Regions from separate parts of the Sus scrofa genome. Here region 2 is linked to region 1. A link is a contact called in public Hi-C data. All regions are on one chromosome and are shown on one strand. The core of a region is the stretch at or near the end of the contact, and the rest is flanking DNA. Distances in the headings are between cores, read along the strand shown.

Evidence for each region. A called contact is a pair of places that touch in the nucleus more often than the background predicts.
Region 2: a Hi-C map of liver shows a contact between it and region 1, with 3 times the contacts expected there. The contact joins the enhancer-like site here to the promoter of LTBP2 in region 1. A contact is called at or near these places in 1 of 5 promoter capture datasets (liver), 8 of 47 Hi-C or Micro-C datasets (blood, brain, embryonic fibroblasts and 2 more) and 1 of 2 datasets of contacts at active chromatin or transcription factors (skeletal muscle).

The regions. Positions count from the first base shown.
Region 1 is chr7:97,851,353-97,856,670 of Sscrofa11.1, reverse strand. LTBP2 (latent-transforming growth factor beta-binding protein 2) reads left to right here and starts at 3,823. Exons shown (of 34, transcript XM_021099520.1): 1 at 3,823-5,052. The coding sequence starts at 4,574.
Region 2 is chr7:97,894,607-97,900,614 of Sscrofa11.1, reverse strand. It overlaps AREL1 (apoptosis-resistant E3 ubiquitin protein ligase 1), which reads left to right. Exons shown (of 20, transcript XM_005656411.3): 16 at 912-1,041; 17 at 1,129-1,187; 18 at 3,541-3,630; 19 at 4,182-4,357; 20 at 4,462-6,008. The coding sequence ends at 4,564. Among named protein-coding and RNA genes, the nearest start is that of AREL1, 43 kb to the left of the region's middle. Within about 2 kb of position 4,469, at least 8 of the 83 cell types and tissues checked have an H3K27ac peak or open chromatin away from gene starts, as enhancers often do. A contact at or near this core is called in liver, where this site is marked.

The DNA.
Region 1 (5,318 bases), core at 2,574-5,073:
AGAGATGATTGCCCTGCCTGGACCTACAAGATGGGTTAGTATGCTTTGCATCATTTGTGCCTCTTTAGGGAGGAAGCCGGAATCACGGGTAAGGAAGTGACATGTGGTGAGTCGGGGGCTTTGCTGGCAACCCTTAGCTCCCCTTCCTTTATGGAGCAGGAAGGTAAAGGGATACAGAAATTTCAGCTACCTCCACATCCCCAGGGAGCTGAGTGGTGGGCTAGCCGGCAGGGAAGAGGCTGGGGGATGCACAGTGGAGGCTTTTAGGTGGTGACAGCTGCAGAGGTGGCTGAAAGAGGTATCATTTCAATTGTCAGGACGGCTGCCGAGGCTCAAGCTCAGGGGAAGGCAAGATGGTGCGGTCTTAAAAGCTTGGGCTCAGTGGGAGATAACCAAGGTTTGGCCATATTTAACACCTGCTACCTACCAGCTGTGTGATCGGGGGCAAACCAGTAGCTTTTCTCAGCCTCAGTTTCCTCTGTTGTGTATATGGAAACGCAACACCTCCTTTCTTTGGTTAAACGGGCCCGTATTTGTAGCATGCTTAACACAGTGCTTAGACCATAGTAGACTCTATACATTTGGGCAGCTTAAAGAGAAAAACAAACAAAAAACTCAACTATTTATGGGAATGGAGATTCTGAAGAACGGCATCAACAGATTCCAGCAGTTACAGGGAAAGGGAGTGATGGGCAGGAAGTGGGGGGCAGACAGGAGGAGGGCGCTGGGATGGGGGGTAGGAGAGGCCGGTATTTAGAGTAGATTAGCCTGGCTGTGGGCCCCCAGGAGAAGAGGGTGGGAATGTCCGAGGACCCCTTGGACTCCCCAAGGCGTGGGAGGGGCGCCTCGTCGGGAGGGAAGAAGTGTGTCTGCACAAGGAGTTTGGCTGAGGTGGACCAGGGAGAGGCTGAATGGGCGGCAGACTTCCAGAAGTGCAGACGGAGGAGACGGAGCGGTAATAATGACTTGGACACATGGGAGGAAAAAATAGCTCAGGGACAAAGAGGATGCCAAGGTTTCTGGCTTTGGAAGGTTCGTGGGGATCTGAGGTGAGCCCTGATGGGTGAAGAGGAGAGAGGAATCAGGCAGGTAATGGGGAGAGAAAGGGAGCCCAGAACTTAAGGATTGACTGGCTAACAGGGCACAGCAAGGGAGGTGTGGTGCTGAGGCTGTCCCATAGCAGTGACGGAGCGGTGTCTCAGAGAGAGAACTGGGCATTCTGGGAACTGGGATGGCATTCGTCCCCAAATGCAAGGTGTAGGATTCAAGAAGATCCTTAGGGCCAGCCCTAAAGGCAGCAAAGCACATGAACTTGGACCAGTAACTACCACCAGGAACTCAGTTTTTCTCTCTGAAAATGGGTCTGAGGATACCAGCCTTCCCTACCCAATGGGATAAAGCTGTCATTCATTCAGTCAGCCATCCATTGAACATGTGTTTCTTGGCTCTCTATTAAATGCACACACTGTTCTAAGTTCCGGGGAAACAGCGGCAAGCCAGGCAGGTGGGCTATCTATTCCTTTGAGTTATCATTGCGGTTTGGGAAGTCAGGCAATAATTTTAGAGGTGGTCAAACAGGATTTTTCCTATGGTCTTTGAACGTCTGCTAAAGCTGCAAAGGCTAGAACAAGAACTAAATGTTTTCACATTCCAAAGAGAAGTACTAGGCATCTTATTAAAGGCAGAGCCAGTTCAACAACTACCCAGCCACATCTCTGGATTCCAGGCTACAAATGGATGGGATTGAAGGAAGTCATTGAGTTATAGGACCATTGCATTAGTAAGCAGGGCTGAGGTTTCCCCAGAGGGTGCTCCCCAATGCAAACCAAGTGAACAGGGCCCTAAGAAGACCAGGTATAGATATTGGCAGCTTCCAAAGAAGATGAGAATAGCATGACTCCCCATAATTCTGCCTCCACTGAGTCTAGTTGAGGTGCTGGAAGCTGCAAGCACCTCTGATGCACCAAAACACAGCAAGAAAGATCTTGGGAGAACCCAACCTATGTCTTTAGGAATTGGAGATGTACATAAATGAAGGCACTTTTGTGTACTTCCTATCTGGAGAATCCTGACTTTGGAGCCTGGCTGGAGTGGCTCTTACACCAGCGTGAGATGCAGCCAACTCACCACTGGTTTGTTGGCTTGGATGGAAAGTCCCATGGGGTGGTAGGGGACACAGGGAAGTTGTCCAGAGAGTGCTTTGCTGAAGTGATGCAGGGTGGGGATCCTGCAGAGAGCATCCCAAGAACCCAAAAGTATACCCATGAAAGAGCCACCACTTGGCACCTGCCAGCCAAGGGCACCTGTCACATACAACTTTGCCACTTGCCCCCTAATATCTGCCCCCAACCCTGACACAGAGAAGTCTTGGCAGAAAAGGAAAGTCAGAAAATCAGACCACACCCTACGTTCCCCACGACAAGGTCTGGAGCCAGGGGACAGGCCCGGTGGAGGGAGAGGAGGGGTATTCAGCTGGATACAAGATTTGATTCAATTGGATGAGGTTTTGATTTGGACAGGACCAGACTTTTTAGAGCCTGGAAATTGGTCTTAATTATAGACATGAAACTGTTCTTGTGACTGGAGGGGATGGGCAAGCCAAGGACTCTGCTTGAGATGTCATTAAGGGTGGAGAAGAGAAATTCACCATAATGTGGCTGAAGGCAGTGAGGGGAGAACCACAGAGCTGCTTCCTGATTGCCCCTCTTCAGGTTCAGCCCATTCAACAAGTCAGTTACACGGGTAAACAAATAGGAGAATTTCAACTAGTCTAGAGCAGTGAAGCTGAACCAGGGTGATGGACTAGAAAGTGATGACTTGGGAGTGGGAAGGCTGCTCTGCGTTGGAGGGGTCAGGGGTGGCCACTCCAGGCGGTGAAGTTGGAGCTGAGAGGTGAAATGATGATGAGGAGCTGGTCCTGTAAAACATCTTGGCGATGAGTGTTCCCAGGGAGAAGGAGCGGGCATCAACGTGGCTTGTTCCAGGAGCAGAGAGGACGCCAGGGCAGCTGCATTGCGGTGGGTGCCCCACAAGAGGAGAGATAGATCTGAGAGGTGGGCAGTCCTACAGGGCTTTGGAGGCCAAGGTCAGGAGTTGAGGTTGTATTTCAGCATGAAGCATTAATTGAGTCGGCCCTTTGTATGGAAAGTTATAAACTGGTGCCTTCCTGCCTGCTCCATCCCCCTGCCTCTCTAGGAAGCCCATAGGCTGCAGGGGGCTGGGACAGCCATGGTTGCCAGGCCTTTAGACTTTAGGGCAGGGGACCATGTGTGTACATAGTGAGCTCACTCTTGAGTGGTACTAAGATGGGTGGCCATTGGCATTCTAGCAGCCCTGCCCTCTCCCTGCCAGCACAAGGAGTTGAGCACACACCCTGGATCCATCAGAGGCTCATCCAATCCGTAGGGAGTGAGGGGTTGAATGGGAGTCTAGGGAATGGACCTCTGAGCCCCAGGCAGGAGGCACCTGCATTTCATTCGCCTCTTGGACACACGCTGTCTCCTTGAGTGACCTTATTCCAGGTCTTCCATGTTTTTTTCCTCCGTGAAAAAGAGGACACCTCTTGCAGGTTCTGTCAACGCCTCAGGCCTGGGCTCGACCCTGACGCAAACAGGAAAGGGATTAAGATCAAGGAAGGAAGGCGGCTGGCAGCGGCAGGTCTCTACAAGACGCAGGACGGCTAAGACGCCGCCAAGTCCACCAGAGGGCGCGCTCCCTCCAGGCGACCTTCCAGCGCGCCCGCGTCCCACCACTGCGGAGGGAGGCGAGCGGCCTCGCGCTGCCCCAGCCCTAGAGGCACCCCTGGCCGACGCCCCCAGTGGCCCGGGAGGAAAACGAAGGACCCGGGGCCCATCCTTCGGAGCCTGTCTATCATGCCGTCTTGGCACCTCTCCTGATATCCTTCAGACGTTCGAGGCTGTAGCCTTGGGTCATCCAACCCGGCGTTTGTCCCTGAGGTCAGGGGCTGGAGATGAATTCTGGACAGGTCAGCAGTTTAGCCTGCCCAGGACAGGAGAAAGGTGGCTCGGGGCTGCCCCTGTCCCAGCAGGCGTCATTTCCCCTACCAGACCTTGGTCCGCCCTGCGCCGCCCCCAGTTCCTCACGGGTTAACCCCCCTCGCCGCCCGCTCGCTTCCCGGTGCCAAAGTGGGTGTTGCTGGAATTCCTCTCTCCCTCTCCCGTAATGAGGGGGCTGAGCTGTCCCTCCGAGGAGGGGGCATGGTGTGGATAAAAGAGACGAAAAGTCAGGGGGAGGTTTCCAAAAATAAAACGCTCCGATTCCCCTTCAGAAGGCTACAGTGACTGGGAGAAGGCGCGAAGGTGCAACAGCAGTGCGCGCGCAGCTGGAGACAGAGCGCGATCGCTGGGCTCAGGGCGCGCAGCCCCGGGCCGCTCCCGCCGCCAGGCCCTCGCTCCAGAGAGAGCCCGGCCCGTAGTCTGACTCGGGGGCCCTAGACGGGGAAAGGCGGGCCACCCGGTGGGGTCCGGAGCGCAGCCCGCTGGCGGCCTGGCGCACCGACAGCTAGCCCCTGGGCTGTTCCCCGTGCGCACCGCTCTGCAGCCGCCCAGGCGCCATGAGGCCCTCGACCACCCGCCGCTGCCCCGGGCGCGCCCTGAGGAACCCCTGGAGGAGCTTCCTGCCGCTCACCCTGGCTCTCTTCGTGGGCTTGGGTCATGCTCAGAGGGACCCGGTGGGAAGATACGAGCCGGCTGGCAGGGACGCGAATCGGCTGCGGCGCCCCGGGGGCAGCCACCCCGCAGCGGCTGCAGCCAAGGTGTACGGTCTGTTCCGGGATCAGGACGCGTCGGTCCCGGGTTTGCCGCCCGAGGAGCGGGCCCAGCCTGGCTGGGGCAGCGCCAGGAGGCCCGCCGAGACCGAGGCCAGGAGGCCGCCCCGCGCGCAGCAGCCGCGTCGAGTCCAGCCACCTGCGCAGACCTGGAGAAGCCGTTCCTTGAGCCAGCAGCAGCCGGCATCCCGGGACCGGGCTGCCGCAGCTCTCCCGCGCCTCGGGACGGTTCAGCGGCCGCGAGCTGCGCGAGGGCGGCTTACGGGGTGAGCATTGGAGAGGGAAGCATGGGGGCTAAAGGGAGCGAGGGCCAGTCTCCCGTGCGCTCTTTCGTGGAGGGATGTGCAGGCGAGAGGAGAGGGCGCCCGGCTCCGCCCTTCGTCCCTCTCTCCTTAGTACTGCAGGGAAACAGACCGAGGTCCCAAAGTTGGGCTCGATCTGACCCGCTTTCAAAGAAAAACACCATCCGTACCCTTTCGTACCAGCTCGTGGTGACCCGACGTTAAATCCTTACCCAAGGAGTGGGTGCGTT
Region 2 (6,008 bases), core at 3,220-5,719, 43 kb before region 1:
GCAACGCCAGGTCCTTAATCCACTGAGCAAGGCCAGGGATCGAACCCGCATCCTCTCATGGATACTAGTTGAGTTCGTTAATCACTGAGCCATGATGGGAGTGCCAAGTTTTACATGTTTAGATCCAGTGAGAATCCTTGCTCTGGATCACAGTCCTGTCCATACCATGCTGTTGCCAGGGCCTTAAAATCTGATCCTGTAACTAAACGCAGGCCCTCACTCACCTATGAAGACAATTGTGGTCATTGTACACAGGTTTTCTGGGATGGTGGCTTTGGACTGTGCTTCAGGGCTTCCTCAAAGCTCCCTTAGGAGTTGTTTTTCGGGAGGAGGGTGCCAATTCTATTTGAGAATCATATCGTTCAGCTTTTTCTTTGCAGACAGAATAGTTGGGAGCCCAAATATCTGAGATTGAAATCCTGTAGCAAGTTACTCGCTAAGTATCAAGCTGTGGCTTTTTCCATTGACTCGCAGGGGAAAAATAGAAGAATGTGCCCATCTTAGAATTTATGAGACTTGAAAAGACTTCTTTACTACTGAATCTGGTTTTATTTATTCTCAGTTGGCTCAGGGGTTGAAAAGAGGTCAGTAATGGTTTAGTTTTGGATCATAGAAATGTTAAAATATTGCTGACAAGGAACTGTAATATCTTCCTGTTGCATCACCACTGTTTGACCAGGTTAGAGACTCACTCACATGCCCACTTCAGAAATAGCAGCGCGTAGCACGTAGCAGTAGCCCTAGGAACCCTGAGGCTTAGTAACTAAATAAAACCAACGGTACTGAGAACCTGAAGACACAGAAGGAACTTGTGACTGAGGCGTTTGTAATGCTGTGTTTGTGGCACATACTGGACAGATGTCATGAACTCCTATCCACATCTTGTCCCTCTCTTTTGTCTCTTTTTTCAGGTTGTAGAACTTATGACAGGTGGAGCTCAAACCCCAGTCACCAACGCAAATAAAATCTTCTATTTAAATCTGCTGGCCCAGTATCGGCTGGCCAGTCAAGTGAAAGAGGAGGTGGAACATTTCCTAAAAGGTGGGATCCTGTCTACTCTTGGCTTTGAGATGACAGTATCCGTATCCATGGTCTGAATGGGGCTTTAACTTGGCTGCTTTGTTTCAGGCCTGAATGAATTGGTCCCTGAGAACCTTTTGGCTATTTTTGATGAGAATGAGCTAGAGGTGAGTGCTTACAATTGAAATCCCCTGAGAGTTCCCATTGTGGCTCAGTGGTAGCAAACCCAGCTGGCATCCGTGAGAACTCGGGCTCGATCCCTGGTCTTGCTCAGTGGGTTAAGGATCCAGTGTTGCTGTGAACTGTGGTATAGGCCTCAGATGCGGCTCGGATCTGGTGTTACTGTGGCTGTGGCGTAAGCCAGCCGCTGCAGTTCCCATTCAACCCCTAGCCTAGGAACTTCCATATACCGCAGATGTAGCCCTAAAAAAAAAAAAAAAAAAAAAAAAAAAAAATGAAATCCCCTGTTCTTGGCTTGGACCCAGCTTACTGCATCTCCTGTTATGAGATGTGGTAGGAAAGCCCTCTATGGGTTGGTTTCACTTACACATTGACCCCTTCTCCAGGGTCAATTTAAAAAATTTGAATGTGGATTTCCCGTCATGGTGCAGTGGTTAATGAACCCGACTAGGAACCATGAGGTTGCAGGTTCAATCCCTGGCTTCACTCATTGGGTTAAGGATCCAGTGTTGCTGTGAGCTGTGGTGTAGGTTGCAGACACGGCTTGGATCCTGTGTTGCTGTGGCTGTGATCTAGGCTGGCGGCTACAGCTCCGATTAGACCTCTAGCCTGGGAACTTCCATATGCTGCAGGCACAGCACTAGAAAAGACCAAAAAAAAAAAAAAAAATTGAATGTGAAATTGGGAACTAGCAAATAACTATTTCTGAAGAATAATCATGTTTAGTTATCCATCAAATATTACTAATACTGGTAGTAGTAAAGAATGTTGGTGTGCTGTACAGTCTTTGTAAATCCTATGACATTTAAGGTTGATTTAAGGGAATAATAGAATGTATTTGTTCAGAGACCGTTTATTGAGTGCCTCCTCGGTGCCATGTACGTTTGAGGAACTGGGGAGCTAGCAGTGAATAAATCACAGTCCCTGCCCACATGGAGCTAGCTACATTCTATGAAGGAGACAAAGCGAGAGATGTGATGTATTTCATAGCTCTGGGCTGCAGCACTCTCTAGTTAATGTATTCTTATTTTAGATCCTGTAACAACCAGAATGCAACTATAAAATGGCAAACATCTTACTATAATTAGCAAGATTGAAGTTCTGTGAGCTTCAGGAGTAGGCAGAAAATAAAACCAGTTTGTTTTCGCCTGCTCCTCACAGATGATACACACAAGTTTAGTTTTAACTTCCCATAGCCTTTATGAGGGGCATGTTTCTACAAACTGTCTCCTATACGGAGGAAGTTCTTCTTTTAAGATGAGGAAATCAAAAGTAATTTCAGTTCTTATGAACCAAACTGGCTTTGAGAACAAGAATCAGTCTTGTGCAATTTTCATGTAGATAGGAAGTCCACATAGCGAACTCTCCATCTCTCGAGGCTCAAGTTTCTGCCGGACTTGTCACCTAGTACTGTCATTTTCTAGGCTGAGGAACAGCTACTGGTGTGTTTTGTTTTATCCTGAAGCAAAGCATTTGTTACAGTTCGTAGAGGGAGGAGGAGGAAGGACACAGTCTCTTATGGTTGTAACCCATCCTGCTCTCGGTTGCTCGGTAGCTTAGCGAGTTCTTTTTGAAGGAGCCAGGCTGCTCAGGCTTAATTTGGGCTTTTCTTGTCTCTTGATTAGCATGTATCATTCTTTATAACTATGGGATGAGTACTCCCAGTCTGCTAAGTAACTTGCTGGATCCTGAACCAAATTAGGACATCAACAAGATATTTAGGGCTCCGATGTCATTAATGCGCTCATTTTTGGCATCTTTGTCATTTATCTGATCAAGTAGAGGCAGGGCTGCAGGGACGGTAGTAAAAGTTCAATCCATAAAAGAAGGATGGTGGATCCTGGAAAAAAGGGAAGGCCATCTAACAAATTCATAAACGGGGCTGGGGGTCTTCACCCAAGGGAATGGGTCTGCTTTTCCCCCCGGTATTCCCAGGCCTCATCCAGAGCAGACTGTCAGTAAACACTTGGTTCCCTTTTTAACCCTTTGTTTCAATTTCAAATAACCCATAGCAACAGTTCTTATTTAGGGGTGCACATCACAAATGCTTGAGAAACTTTTTCAAAATACACAAGCTTGTAACCCATTCCTGCAGATTCTGATCATAGTCTGGGGTAAGGCCACAGGCCCTATCTATATATATGTTTCAAAAGCTGGGTGATTTTTTACCGAACTGGTTAGGAACCATTGGCCTATTACAATTAATTTCCCTAAAGCAGTATTCTGGCATCATAACCTCACTTTATGTCTTTTTCTTGGTGTTTTCTTTATTCCACATTTTGCACGTTAACATATTTTGACCTTCTGGTGGGTCTTGGCCCCTCTGACTGTTTTCTCCAGCTGCTGATGTGTGGGACTGGGGACATCAGTGTGTCAGACTTCAAAGCCCATGCAGTGGTCGTTGGTGGCTCGTGGCATTTCAGAGAAAAAGTAAGTGGGCCAAACTTCTTTCAGTTGACTTTGTGTCGTGTGATAAGGACAAAGTTTCAGGAGAAAAAAGTCAAGGAGTCAGAGAAGCAGACGTGTTGACGGGGGAAAAGTGATATATGTGGGAGAGGCAGGTGCGTGTCCAGGAGGAAGGGAGCCCTGGCCCCAAGGCCTGGCCTGCTGACTGCCACAGAGGCAGTGTGTTGGACAGGCAGAGCAATAGAACCAAGCAGTCGGCAACTACCCTCCCGACTGTGGGACACTATCAGTTCCTTTTAGGAGCTCTCTTGTGGAGCAGCAGATTAAGGGTTGCTGCTGTGGTGTGGGTTTGACCCCTGGCCCAGAAACTTCCCCGTGCCACCTGTGTGCCCCCCTCCAAAAAAAAAAAAAAAAAAAAAAAAAAATCCCTATTAAAGCGGTTGTCAACTCTAACCATTCCTACCTGTGTGCAGTAACCAGGACCTACCCCCACTTCAGGGTATCCTCTTCCTCCGCTAGGGGTCAAATCCTAGAATACACACCAGCGTGACCCCAGCCTGTGCTCTCCCTGCCAGGTCATGAGGTGGTTTTGGACGGTGGTTTCCAGTTTGACGCAAGAGGAGTTGGCTCGGCTGCTCCAGTTCACGACAGGCTCCTCCCAGCTCCCACCCGGAGGCTTTGCCGCCCTCTGTCCCTCGTTTCAGATCATCGCCGCCCCAACCCACAGCACACTACCAACAGCACACACGTGGTGGGTATCGACTGGCGGGCACGCTGGCCTGGGGGTTAGCTGTCTGGCCCTTGCCAGTGTTTCTGGTGGTGTGAGCTAATCGCTTCTCCCCCTTGGCCTTCCAGTTTCAACCAGCTGTGCCTCCCTACGTATGACTCATATGAAGAGGTGCACAGGATGCTGCAGCTGGCCATCAGCGAGGGCTGCGAGGGCTTTGGCATGCTCTGACCACTCTCCTGCCATCCACTTGGCTCCCGTGCTTTCTGGAGCATCCGGGTGCACATAACAGACCTAACCACTGGCCCTCACACACACATAACCATCAGCCAGAAGCTGCTGCATGCTTCCCAGTGTCTGGAGTGTTTGGTTACCTACAAGCCTTGTCCTTCCCTCGCCCCCTCCCTTCCCATCTCCCCCACCGGCCACTTTGGCAGGTACGTAATCGGAACTACCCGCTCAGTCAGAGAGGCGGCCATGCTGCAGTAATCGCACCTGCTTCTTAGGAGCTCTCAGTAGCGGGAGCTGCCTCGGTAGCTGAGCGAGATCACACCAAGGGCTTGGCTTTCTTGTTGAGCGGGTGTCCTCGCCTTGCGCAGCCTCCTCTGCTGATGCTCCTTGGAGGTCCCCTCTGTGGCCCTCCCTACTTGACCTGAGGTCCGTGAGTCCTCATCACAGGCGGGTGATTGCCTCTTCCCGCCAGGAGAAGCACAGATAGGAAGCGGCCCATAGGAGCAGGCTTCAGTCTCGTCCCCCGGCTTGACCGGAAGCCCCAGCTGTGGCACTGGCCTGCCTCTGATGGTGACCAATAGCACAAAAGGATCCTTTTCTGTGACGTCTAGAACTGGAAAAGGAGCTTTCCTTGCACGTGTTTCTGGAAATGATCATTAATCCATCAAGAGGACCTCTCTAATAAGCTTTTCCTCGAGTGGGAGCCAGTGAGACAAACGGACAGACCTAAGAATGTGAAAGGTAGCCGGGCCGTTGCCTCCAGTGCTGAATGAGATTCTCCTTTGGGGTTCTGGGGCGTGTCTGGGCAGGCGGCTGGCTTGAAGACTACTGACGCTTGTCCCTGACTTGGTTCTTTACACTGATGGGTGGCTGGGCCTAGCCACTTCCTTCCAGGTTACACAGTCTGCTAGGAGCTGGGGAGTCTTTAGGTTTCTACCGAAGAAAATTTTGGAACAAGAGACGGGGACAGAGCAATAGCACGCCGCTGATCCCTAGTTCTCTGTGCTTGCTGTTCTTCAGCAGCACTAGGGCAAGCGACAAGGAATCAGTCATTGAATACTTGTCACAGGTCCTTAGGATCAGGACACGGGGACCACACAGGCAGGAGATATGTCAGACCATAAACACTTAGCTGTTCCAGTTACTTCTGGTCACTCCATCAGTTACCAGCAAGGGATTTAAGGAGGAAGGAAGATACATTGGGTGCATCATTATGTGATGATTGAAGAGAACCTGCAGCTGCTTGTTGGAAGATGACAACCACCTTTTTCATTCCAATGTGAATGAAAACATTTTCAAGCCTCAAAATCTCATCGGTTTTCCAAATTTCTAAGAAGGCTTTGCTACAAGCTACCATGCCCAACGAGGCATTCAACTCAGAATATTACAAGCCATCTTTATTGCCAAAACCAGCAAGTACAAAGAGTCCAGAGATGAGGCGGGA